Regions from separate parts of the Zea mays genome. Here regions 2 and 3 are each linked to region 1. The links are chromatin contacts, called in public Hi-C maps. All regions are on one chromosome and are shown on one strand. The core of a region is the stretch at or near the end of the contact, and the rest is flanking DNA. Distances in the headings are between cores, read along the strand shown.

Region 1 (3,085 bases), core at 352-2,851:
CCTTATTGCACCTAGATGGTTAGAGAGGGTGTGAATATCCTATAAAAATTATACTATAACCTCGCAAGACATTTGAGAAAAGTTTGATCAATACAAAAATGGTGTTGAAGCAACTACTCCTAATTCGCTCTATGCAATCCTTTAAATAATTCTAGTAGTTTGATCTTTAGTTTATATTGACCAATGCAAGCTACTTACTTAGAAAGAGATATTAATCAACATTTACTGCTAGTTATGATCTACATAAGGCTAGTTGAGCAAATATCATGCAAAAGGACATAAATGTACTTACAAGAGTAAGTATAGTGAGCAAACCATACGAGGCAAGAAATGACATGAGATACATCTCCGATATTTAGTTGCTTATCGGTAATCTACGTCCTCGTTTGTGGCAAGTCTAGGCTAGATGATTCACACGCTAATTAGTATCACACGCCAATCTCACAAATAGTGCTCCATAAGAACCACACTGAAGAGGCGCTCCAGTTAGCCACTTTTTCACTAAAGTTGCTCTTCGCAAGTCTTCCATCGGGAATGAGCACATGATCCCCTTACAAATGATGATCAAAGCCTACAATAATATCCAATGACCACTCAATGATCCCACAAACTCTGAGCCATCCTAGGTGATGACAATCACCAATAGTAATAAGAGCATGACTAGCCCAAGTCACTCCACTATTGTCACGATATGCAACATGTTTGGTTTGAGGAATAAGATAGTCCACCATATTCTCACCCCTCACTTTCTTGTTTGGTTTGTGAAATGGAATGAGTTGATTCGTTACTATTTAATTCTCCGTAGCTAATAATTAGTAATAATTTGAGGAAAGAGTTCATTACACCAAATTTGTGAAGTGGACTCATAATGCATTACCTTATCGCATTGGTTCTTCAAACCAAATACTTGTAGAGAGGAGTTAGAGGACTATCTAGCTCGCTGGAGATGGCAACGTTGCACGATGCAACTGCCGGCGGCATTTCTGATCTACCCCGTGCCGCCGCCACCGCTATTTTGCAGGCAGCGCAAGGAGAGCGAGAAAAGGTCTACTTTGGATCAAAGGATAATTTTCTGGATCCTACGTTTTCCCTATATTTTTGTACTACCGATTCCTGTGAAATTACTATACCGTTTCTATAAATTTCCTACGTTCGTTCTAAAGTAGTCCTAATACGGTCCGGGCGTCATTGCGTCATGACGCCTCACCTACTACTAGCTAGCAGCTAGCCTTTCCCACGGCCGGCCACTGAGCCGGTGCGCGCGGCAGTTGCAGTCTGTCTGTTGGATTGCATACTTTGCGTTGCATTGCATGGATGGCCATACCGGCGACGCCCGTTGCGCTCGTGTTTCTGGAATATGAATACCACGGAGCCAGAGCATGACTCCAGGCCAGCATCTGCTGCGCCGTACGTCCCGCACGAATCGCATCCAAGTGGTCGAGTCAAAAAAGCGGCCGCGCGAGAGCACGCAACGCAACTAGTACGTGTGCATGCATCCCGCTCCCGGCAACGCTTGCTTGGCTGGTTGGCGCTGCCGATGTGCGCCACGATTTCCAGATCACGCCCCGCGCGCTTTCCGGCTGACACGACGCGAGGCAGCTCGATCGCCTAGCTAGTGCGCGGGCGCATGCATGGTGGCTGGCCCTATACGGCACGGCTACTACGCCTGCTAGCTCGATCGTCGCGTCGCGTCGCGTCATACAAAAAAATCGGCACGAAATAATACGAATCATCTGTCCTGCTGCTGCCATGTCTCGAGCTACTCCGATTGCATGCATTTTCGTTGAAAGCGACACCGTGCCAGTGCCAGCCCAAGATCAAGGTTCTCTATTCTGTGCCGCAGACTTGTTTTCCACCCCTACCAGCGATCTTGCGTACGAAGCGAACAAACTGTACTCTTGCGTACAAAACGAACACACTTGGGACCGTCCGCGCGCGCGGCTGCCAATAATGGCATGGCCACGGCATGCATGCAAGCACGCGGCACCGCGCGGGCCACGGCCGGCGGAAAGTACGTGTAGACGACGACAGAGAGGGGGGCCTCAGCCCTCAGCCAGCGCGGGGGGCGACGACCGATCACGTCCTGAGTCCCCACCCGGTGACATGTCGGGACATTCCTTTTGGCTGCCCCTCCCCTGCGCCGCGGCCGGCACATGGCTGCCACCCGCCCGGCCGGTGTGCCCCAGCTTACTCACTCCCCAGTCCCAACTCCCAAGCCTCGCTCCTCTCCTCCGTGCGCGTGGCTGGGGGCTCCAGCGAGTATGATGAACTGACCGTGCCCATCGTCCGTGCGTGCGGTCGCTGTCCGTGGCCCGCCTTTGCAAAAGGCGGAGCCGGCAGGGCATCTGCGGCCGTGGCCTCTCAACGTGCGCGCCCGCCCGCGTACGCCCTCGTCTGTCTTCCTAAAGCCTCACGAGCCCTATCCGCTCCCACGTCAATCAACCAACCCGTCTCGTCCATGCGTTCATTGCAGCTCTGTGTGCCGCTGCATGCTTCGCTGTTCGATCGAGGGCGTGGTGGCCACGGCGGCGGCGGCGTCAGTCATCACACAGCACTCCAGCGGATAGGAGCAGCAGCCGCTTAGACATGGACCTGCTCTCCATATCTCCTAGATATGAAGGAGTAGGTGCACGCAGGGGGTATCAGTATCAATGTCCCTGGCCGCTCGCGTTATATGCTCGTGCCCCGCTCTTCTTTCGTCGATCGTCTACTACTGACAGGACTGGCTCATCAGAACCTTTCCAACACGCAGTAGGACTGAAAGAAAAATGTGGCAATAAAAGAAAACGCGGAACATAGTATACTCACGAAACTGACCTAGAGATCGGTCAACCGACATTAATTTTAGGTGATGTTTGCTTCACAAGTTAATTTATAACGTACTGGATAACTGATAACATTAAACTATGTTTATTTAAGTCTAACCGTAATCAAGTACCACCCTAAGAATTGATATCATACCAGCCTATTCAAACTTATTACCGCGAGTGTGAATTGCTATTTACGTTACATTTTGTTACTCACCGATAGACCCTTGAGCATCTTTTGTGAAGATGCATCGAAGAGAATCACGTGGATGTTGTTC
Region 2 (3,085 bases), core at 315-2,814, 180 kb before region 1:
TGTTTAAACGTGATAAACGGACGTTCTACGTGTTTTTGCTAAAACGATCGGACGTTCTAAACTCTAACTACGTTTTATCGTTTAAACGACGTTTAAGCGACGTTTTAATAACAATGACGCTGAGAACGGTAAATTTTACCGGTTTCTCGGTTACGCAAACAATTAGTTTATTACATGGCTAATAGTTTGTTAGCTGGCTAGGGGTTCTAAATATATGTCGTGGAAGCGCTAACGTCCTGATGATATTGGCGTTGTTGTCGCTCAGCCTAATAGGCGGGGGCTCTATGCCGATTGATTAGGTTGCTGCTATCATTATTATCAAGGACGGCTGCTTTGAAAACCATTTCATTTGGTCATGTATGACATCTTCACCAACTCCTTGCTCCCACCAGCTGCTGAGAGCATAAGGGCATTTGATTTAGCGATGCGATTTTAGTTTTTTTTTGTTTCCCTCCTGCTGCTAGTACGTAGTACAACGGAACATCCCCCCTTTTTTATATTTATATACATATAAAAGGACGACTCAACATTTAAAATATGGAACCTACATTTGTATTAGGCAGAGTGAACCACATGTCCAAGTAACTGAACTCGAGGTTAATCTATCACTTATCAGGGATCTTTATCATATTTACTTTCTATCTTTTGTTTGAGATGGAAATCCAAGCATGGACGTGAAACCTACTCCTACTACAATGGAAAATGATACCGATTTCTCTTTTGCTCAAAAAGATAAAAATAATGCATCACTTTCTCTTTTGTTCAAAAAGATTTAAAAAAATGCATCAGTCGTAATAATATACTCTTTCCTGTTTTTTTGTGTGACCGAGTCTCCGTCTGTACACGCAAACTTCTAGAATGCACCACCTCAACGACACATTACTTTTTTCTCTTGTGGGCAATTATGCAATCCACAGATGCCCTTTTTCTGTTGATAGGTATTTTCCACTACAACAGTGCAGTTCCACTCTGTCTGCTGATGGGCATGCATGCTTGGTTTGCTACCTCTTGACTCTCGTTGCTGTTGCTTCCAACTTTCGCATCACACTCATGGACCCTTTACTTGATGGACAGTTTTGCTTCTCTTGAGTATTTGTTTCGTAGAAAACTAGCATCCAAACAACATGGCATGCGGGTCCATTCGTCTTCTGAGTACGATTCACCATGGAACAGGCAGCATTTCAGTTTTGAGGAACACACACACCTCACATGATGTCGCTTTTGAGCAGCAAAAAATTAGCATCATATTGTTATTGGTAACCCACGGTGTAGGTTTCAATCCACAACGCATCTCGATCTTTGGCTGTAGTCACATCTATATGACAGGTTAAAAGGATAGACAACCACTCTAATGCCGTTTGGTATAAGTAAATAATATTACACCCATGCCTTAGTTTTGCTGCCTGCCTGAATGAGATTGTCCAACTACCCAAAAAGCAAGAGCATCTAGAAACCCTTGATTAGAAGATGTCGAACACCTGTTTCTTTCCAGTACATCTTTACGCCGAAATCTATTTGACACTTACTATTCATAATGTTCCTTGATTGATGAATGAGAATTGTGTATTTACTGAAAGTGAGAAACTGACCTGTGTACTGTACTACTAGATTGTTTTGGTTCTCTTCTCGATCGGGCATCAGTAAAAAGCGCTCCCATTTTCTCAACAGGTTTTACTCCACCTACGGGCACGTTGCCAAGCTTGCTGAGGAGATGAAGAAAGGCGCCGCTTCAGTTGAAGGCGTGGAGGTCAAAGTATGGCAGGTCAGTGTCTGTCAGCAACGGTGCAATCTTCGAGTTAGCTAGAACCAATGTGTTGTGTGAGTCTGGAATGGTCACCGCCAAATTCCCATCGGTTTCACTTTCACACGCGAAGGTCCCGGAGATTCTGTCCGAGGAGGTGCTCGGCAAGATGGGCGCGCCACCCAAGACCGACGCGCCGGTCATCACCCCGCAGGAGCTGGCGGAGGCCGACGGCGTCCTCTTCGGGTTCCCCACGCGGTTCGGCATGATGGCGGCGCAGATGAAGGCCTTCTTCGACGCGACCGGCGGGCTGTGGCGCGAGCAGAGCCTGGCCGGCAAGCCCGCCGGCCTCTTCTTCAGCACCGGCTCCCAGGGTGGCGGCCAGGAGACCACGCCGTGAGCAGCCGTCTCCTCTCCTTTTTTCACAACATGTTTCCTTCCCCTTGCAGCACCAACCGATCGAATCGCAGAAGCAGTGGGTAACGTTTCCCCCTTGGCGTGGCGGCCAGGCTGACGGCGGTGACGCAGCTGACGCACCACGGGATGGTGTTCGTGCCTGTGGGGTACACGTTCGGCGCCAAGATATTCGACATGGAGAGCGTGCACGGCGGCAGCCCGTACGGCGCGGGCACGTTCGCCGGGGACGGGTCGCGGTGGCCGACGGAACTGGAGCTGGAGCACGCCTTCCACCAGGGCAAGTACTTCGCCGGCATCGCCAAGAGGCTCAAGGGCGGCTCCGCCTGATATCGCTCGCACCCTCCTATACGTATACATAATTATTATAGGGAACATATCTGGTGCATATATAAATTTAGTGTACATGGTGCATATATTAAATCAGCATTACTCATTTTAGATATAATGTCTCTAGTTGTTGGTATATTTTGCTAAGAACACCCTCCGACGTGGTGAAGTATAGCGGTGGAAAATATTATTTATAAATTGCAATGATCAACTAGAGACGTTAAATCTAAAATAAATAGTGATGATTTAATATGTGCACCATATATACTAAGCTTCCATGTACACCAGATATGTCCTCGTTATTACATGTACACGAGGTATGATATGCATTCCATGTTTTCGTGGTGGTTTCGATTGTATTGTTGTGTGAAATTTGGTAATCGGACCCATATTAATTAATAATTATGGCGTCATTCATGTGACCGGTGCTCCTATGTTCCTCTTGCTTGGTATCGAATGGAACAAGTGTCTTCATTGTTTCGGCCCACATAGCAGGGCGTTCGGAAGTAACCTATAGTCCATCGCCGGCTCGGTCAAGTGTTCATGTATGGCGTGTCTCGGCCTGCTTACTTGGGCCGTGCCACGTAGAAGACTGGAAGG
Region 3 (3,085 bases), core at 302-2,801, 160 kb before region 1:
AAAGCATTTAAATATCAACCATTGAGAGATATATAGATTCACTCCATCACGGAAACATATATGGTAGGATTAGTACCGATCAGGTCATTCTCAACTGGGATCGCTAAACAATGAGCAACTGAATTGTTGGAAATTAAGCATGGTGCCAAATGAAGCAAAAATCTTTTTTTGTCCCATTGCTACTCCTGAACTACAGAGAATTTCACGGGAGACAACGACTTCTAATTTGATACTAACCGGAATCTGGAAGCTTGGAAGGCACTCAAGTGTGAGATCAGTAATAATTCTCTTGGGCGCGTGTAAACAGCAGGGCCAGTTCAGTTCAATCGCTCCGTGAATCCACAACCACCACTGAGACTAAGCGGTACGATCCAAGCCACCGCGGCATCGGCTAATCCTCTAGGCTTGAGACTGCTGAACTGATGACGACACTGAGGTGGCTACGGAGGCTTACTTGAGGCTGCATCTTGGAGGACTTGCCCGAGGAAGGCGTCGGTGAGGGATTTGAGGGGGTTGGACCACGAGGCGTCGTCCGAGGCTTAGTTGTTCTGGTCCATGACGAGGTGCTGCAGCGCCATCTCCGCCGTCAGACGAGCGCGCGTTCTCCGAGGACGAGAGCCGAGGGGTGACGAGGAGCTTAAGCCGCGTGTGGAAGTCTCCAGAGGTGACGAGAACGAGGAGGGCACGGGAAATCAAGCGAGGGAAAATGAACCAACGACGATCCAACGACTATGAAGTTTTGAGCTGACGTGGATACACTCATATGTGTCGTTTCTGTCCTGCATTAAAGATAAGGAAAGGAAATGTTCGAAAGGACCTCTCTGTTCACCGCCGGAAGGGCAGGCAGGATGATTGGCCTCATCCGAAATGATGAATGGGGTGGTGAACGAAACAATCTACCGTCACCTCAGGTCAGTTCAGCCGGACTGTTCGGCATTGACGAACTGGGTCGAATGTTTTGGGCCCAACTTGACGTGCGACGTCTCGAGGCCCGGCCGACGACTTTGGCCGCGGCCTACAGGCCGTAGCCCGACAAACTAGCCCGCTGTGCGTGCCTCCATCCGGAGTCCGGACGCACAGCACAGCGTCGCGCCCTGTCACACTGAAATTTATTACACGAGACGGAAACAACAGTAGCAGTAGCGCCTGCTGTCTGCCGGCCTGAAGAAAACGCCGGTGCAGTGCAGTGCAGTGCAGTCGCTGGGCTGCAGGCCGGCCATCCCCATCATCGATCAGACCGCGCGCGTGCAAAACGGCGGCAGCCGCGTGCCGCCCGGGCTACTAGTAGAGGGCTGTGGCGACCCAGCGACGGCCGGGAATCCCCAGGCGAGATCGGAATGTCCCCCGGCGCGTGCGCGTCGCCGTCGCCGTCGCACGGGGCGCGCTATAGCTAGCTCCCCTCTCGTTTCCTCGGGCTACGCGGCGACACCGCTTGCCGGCAAGCATCTATCCGTGCGTCGCGACGCGACTCGCGACAGCAAGTCCTACCACCACCTCTGCTCTGCTCTGTGCACTACAGCGACGCGCCAAGCACATGCAGATGTAGGGCTGTGTAGGCGACCACTGCTGGTGCACGTACGTACGGTGGAGCTAGCTAGCTAGCAGCACGCGCGCGTGCACTGTCGTCGTTGGATGCGGCGGAGGAACGTGTCGACTGAACTGTGCCTGTGCGTACGTATATGCACCTGTAGCGAGGAGGGTGGTCCGATCGATGCATGCAGCTGCAGCTGCTGATGGACACGGCGGACCGGAGATTGGAACTTTGGAAGGGTGAACCGCGGACATGCATGGGCAGGGCTTTGCTGGACGTTGGTTCGCGACAAACGGGAACGACGACGACATGCGTGCGTGCATCACCTAACGACGACACTGCGCTCTTCTCCCTACCGCCCGTGCATGGTTGCTGGGATGATGAGCAGGCCTAGACCCCACATGTTCCCCCTCCTGCACGTGCGTGCACGGCTACCTCTGCTGTGACCCACCACCCCTGCAGGTGTGCATGCATGATTAAGGAATATATATCTGCACGTATATATCTGGAGTCAGAAATAAGGCGATCGTGAAATACCACTCAATCCCCCTCTAAACGCATCCAACCCTCTCCAATCCATATATTAAAACGAACGGGCACTTCAAAAGGGGTCGTAGGATCGTGCGTGACCTTGTATGTGTTGATATTGTCGGAGTTTCGGCTTGTTCGCTATGGTTTGCTGTGGCTTTAATCCGACTTCGGATGCGACTTCTATAATATTTTGTCTATATGGATTACAGCTGCATTAATTGCGGTTGCAGGGCAGCCGAACAATGACCGACTTGTAACTTGTACGCATGCTATCTATATAGGGCAAGAACCACGACTGTGAGCTACAACGGTGTCGCGGTAAGGCAGGCACAACTGTAGCACGGGCGAGCGTGCAGTGACCAGTGGCGAGCCTGAGCTGAGCCCCCTACGGTATACGTGTACAAACGAGTCGTCCGAGCCAATTTGGTCCCGGCCCGCCAGACACGGTTGGAAAACTGGGCCAGACCTTCCAAGCCCGTGGGTCCATTTTCTTGCATGGGCGGGGCACGGTACGGTCCTAAACGAGTCAAGCCGAGCACGAAAAAAGTGGGCTAAATGGGCCAAAAAGTGGGCTAAACGGACCAAAAGGCAGGCTATGTGACCCTAGCATTAAACGGGTCAGGCCAACACGTCGGGCTCATTTTTCTGTCCGGACATGGTCCGCTTATTCGTAACTGATGTGCCTGAGCCCGTATAAAGCGGGCATGGTCAGGCTCTTACCAGGCCACAAAAATGGGCTTCGAGTCGGCCTTTCGGGCTTTGTGCTTCCTATACATGTATACCCGACGATGGCAGGCGCAGCCAGTCACCCTAGGTAGCTCAACGAGGAGGTGGCGGGTCGATCCAGCGAGGGCGGCATCCCACGGTGACCAGATCCCCTGACGGCTCGACAAGGAGGTGGCGGACCGATCCGGACCAGACCCCCCAGCGGCTCGACGAGAGGTGGCGGACTGATCCAGCGAGGAGGCGTCCCGCGGCGACCGAATCGGGTGATGTGGCTCAAGGATTGGGCGAAGAGGCGGT

Evidence for each region. Hi-C and Micro-C count contacts between places; a contact is called where the count stands out from the background.
Region 2: a contact with region 1 is called in a Hi-C map of endosperm, with 2.2 times the contacts expected there. The contact joins the promoter of LOC100285601 here to the enhancer-like site in region 1. A contact is called at or near these places in 2 of 25 Hi-C or Micro-C datasets (endosperm and tassel).
Region 3: a contact with region 1 is called in a Hi-C map of ear, with 3 times the contacts expected there. The contact joins two enhancer-like sites. A contact is called at or near these places in 2 of 25 Hi-C or Micro-C datasets (ear and tassel).

The regions. Positions count from the first base shown.
Region 1 is chr8:124,588,182-124,591,266 of Zm-B73-REFERENCE-NAM-5.0, reverse strand. No RefSeq gene overlaps it. Among protein-coding and RNA genes, the nearest start is that of LOC100278747, 42 kb to the right of the region's middle. Within about 2 kb of position 1,601, at least 17 of the 20 cell types and tissues checked have an H3K27ac peak or open chromatin away from gene starts, as enhancers often do. A contact at or near this core is called in ear, endosperm and tassel, where this site is marked.
Region 2 is chr8:124,765,007-124,768,091 of Zm-B73-REFERENCE-NAM-5.0, reverse strand. It overlaps LOC100285601, which reads left to right and starts at 1,564. Exons shown (of 4, transcript NM_001366732.1): 1 at 1,564-1,576; 2 at 1,669-1,762; 3 at 1,875-2,137; 4 at 2,251-2,578. The coding sequence starts at 1,712. The coding sequence ends at 2,485.
Region 3 is chr8:124,747,892-124,750,976 of Zm-B73-REFERENCE-NAM-5.0, reverse strand. No RefSeq gene overlaps it. Among protein-coding and RNA genes, the nearest start is that of LOC100285601, 17 kb to the left of the region's middle. Within about 2 kb of position 1,551, at least 20 of the 20 cell types and tissues checked have an H3K27ac peak or open chromatin away from gene starts, as enhancers often do. A contact at or near this core is called in ear and tassel, where this site is marked.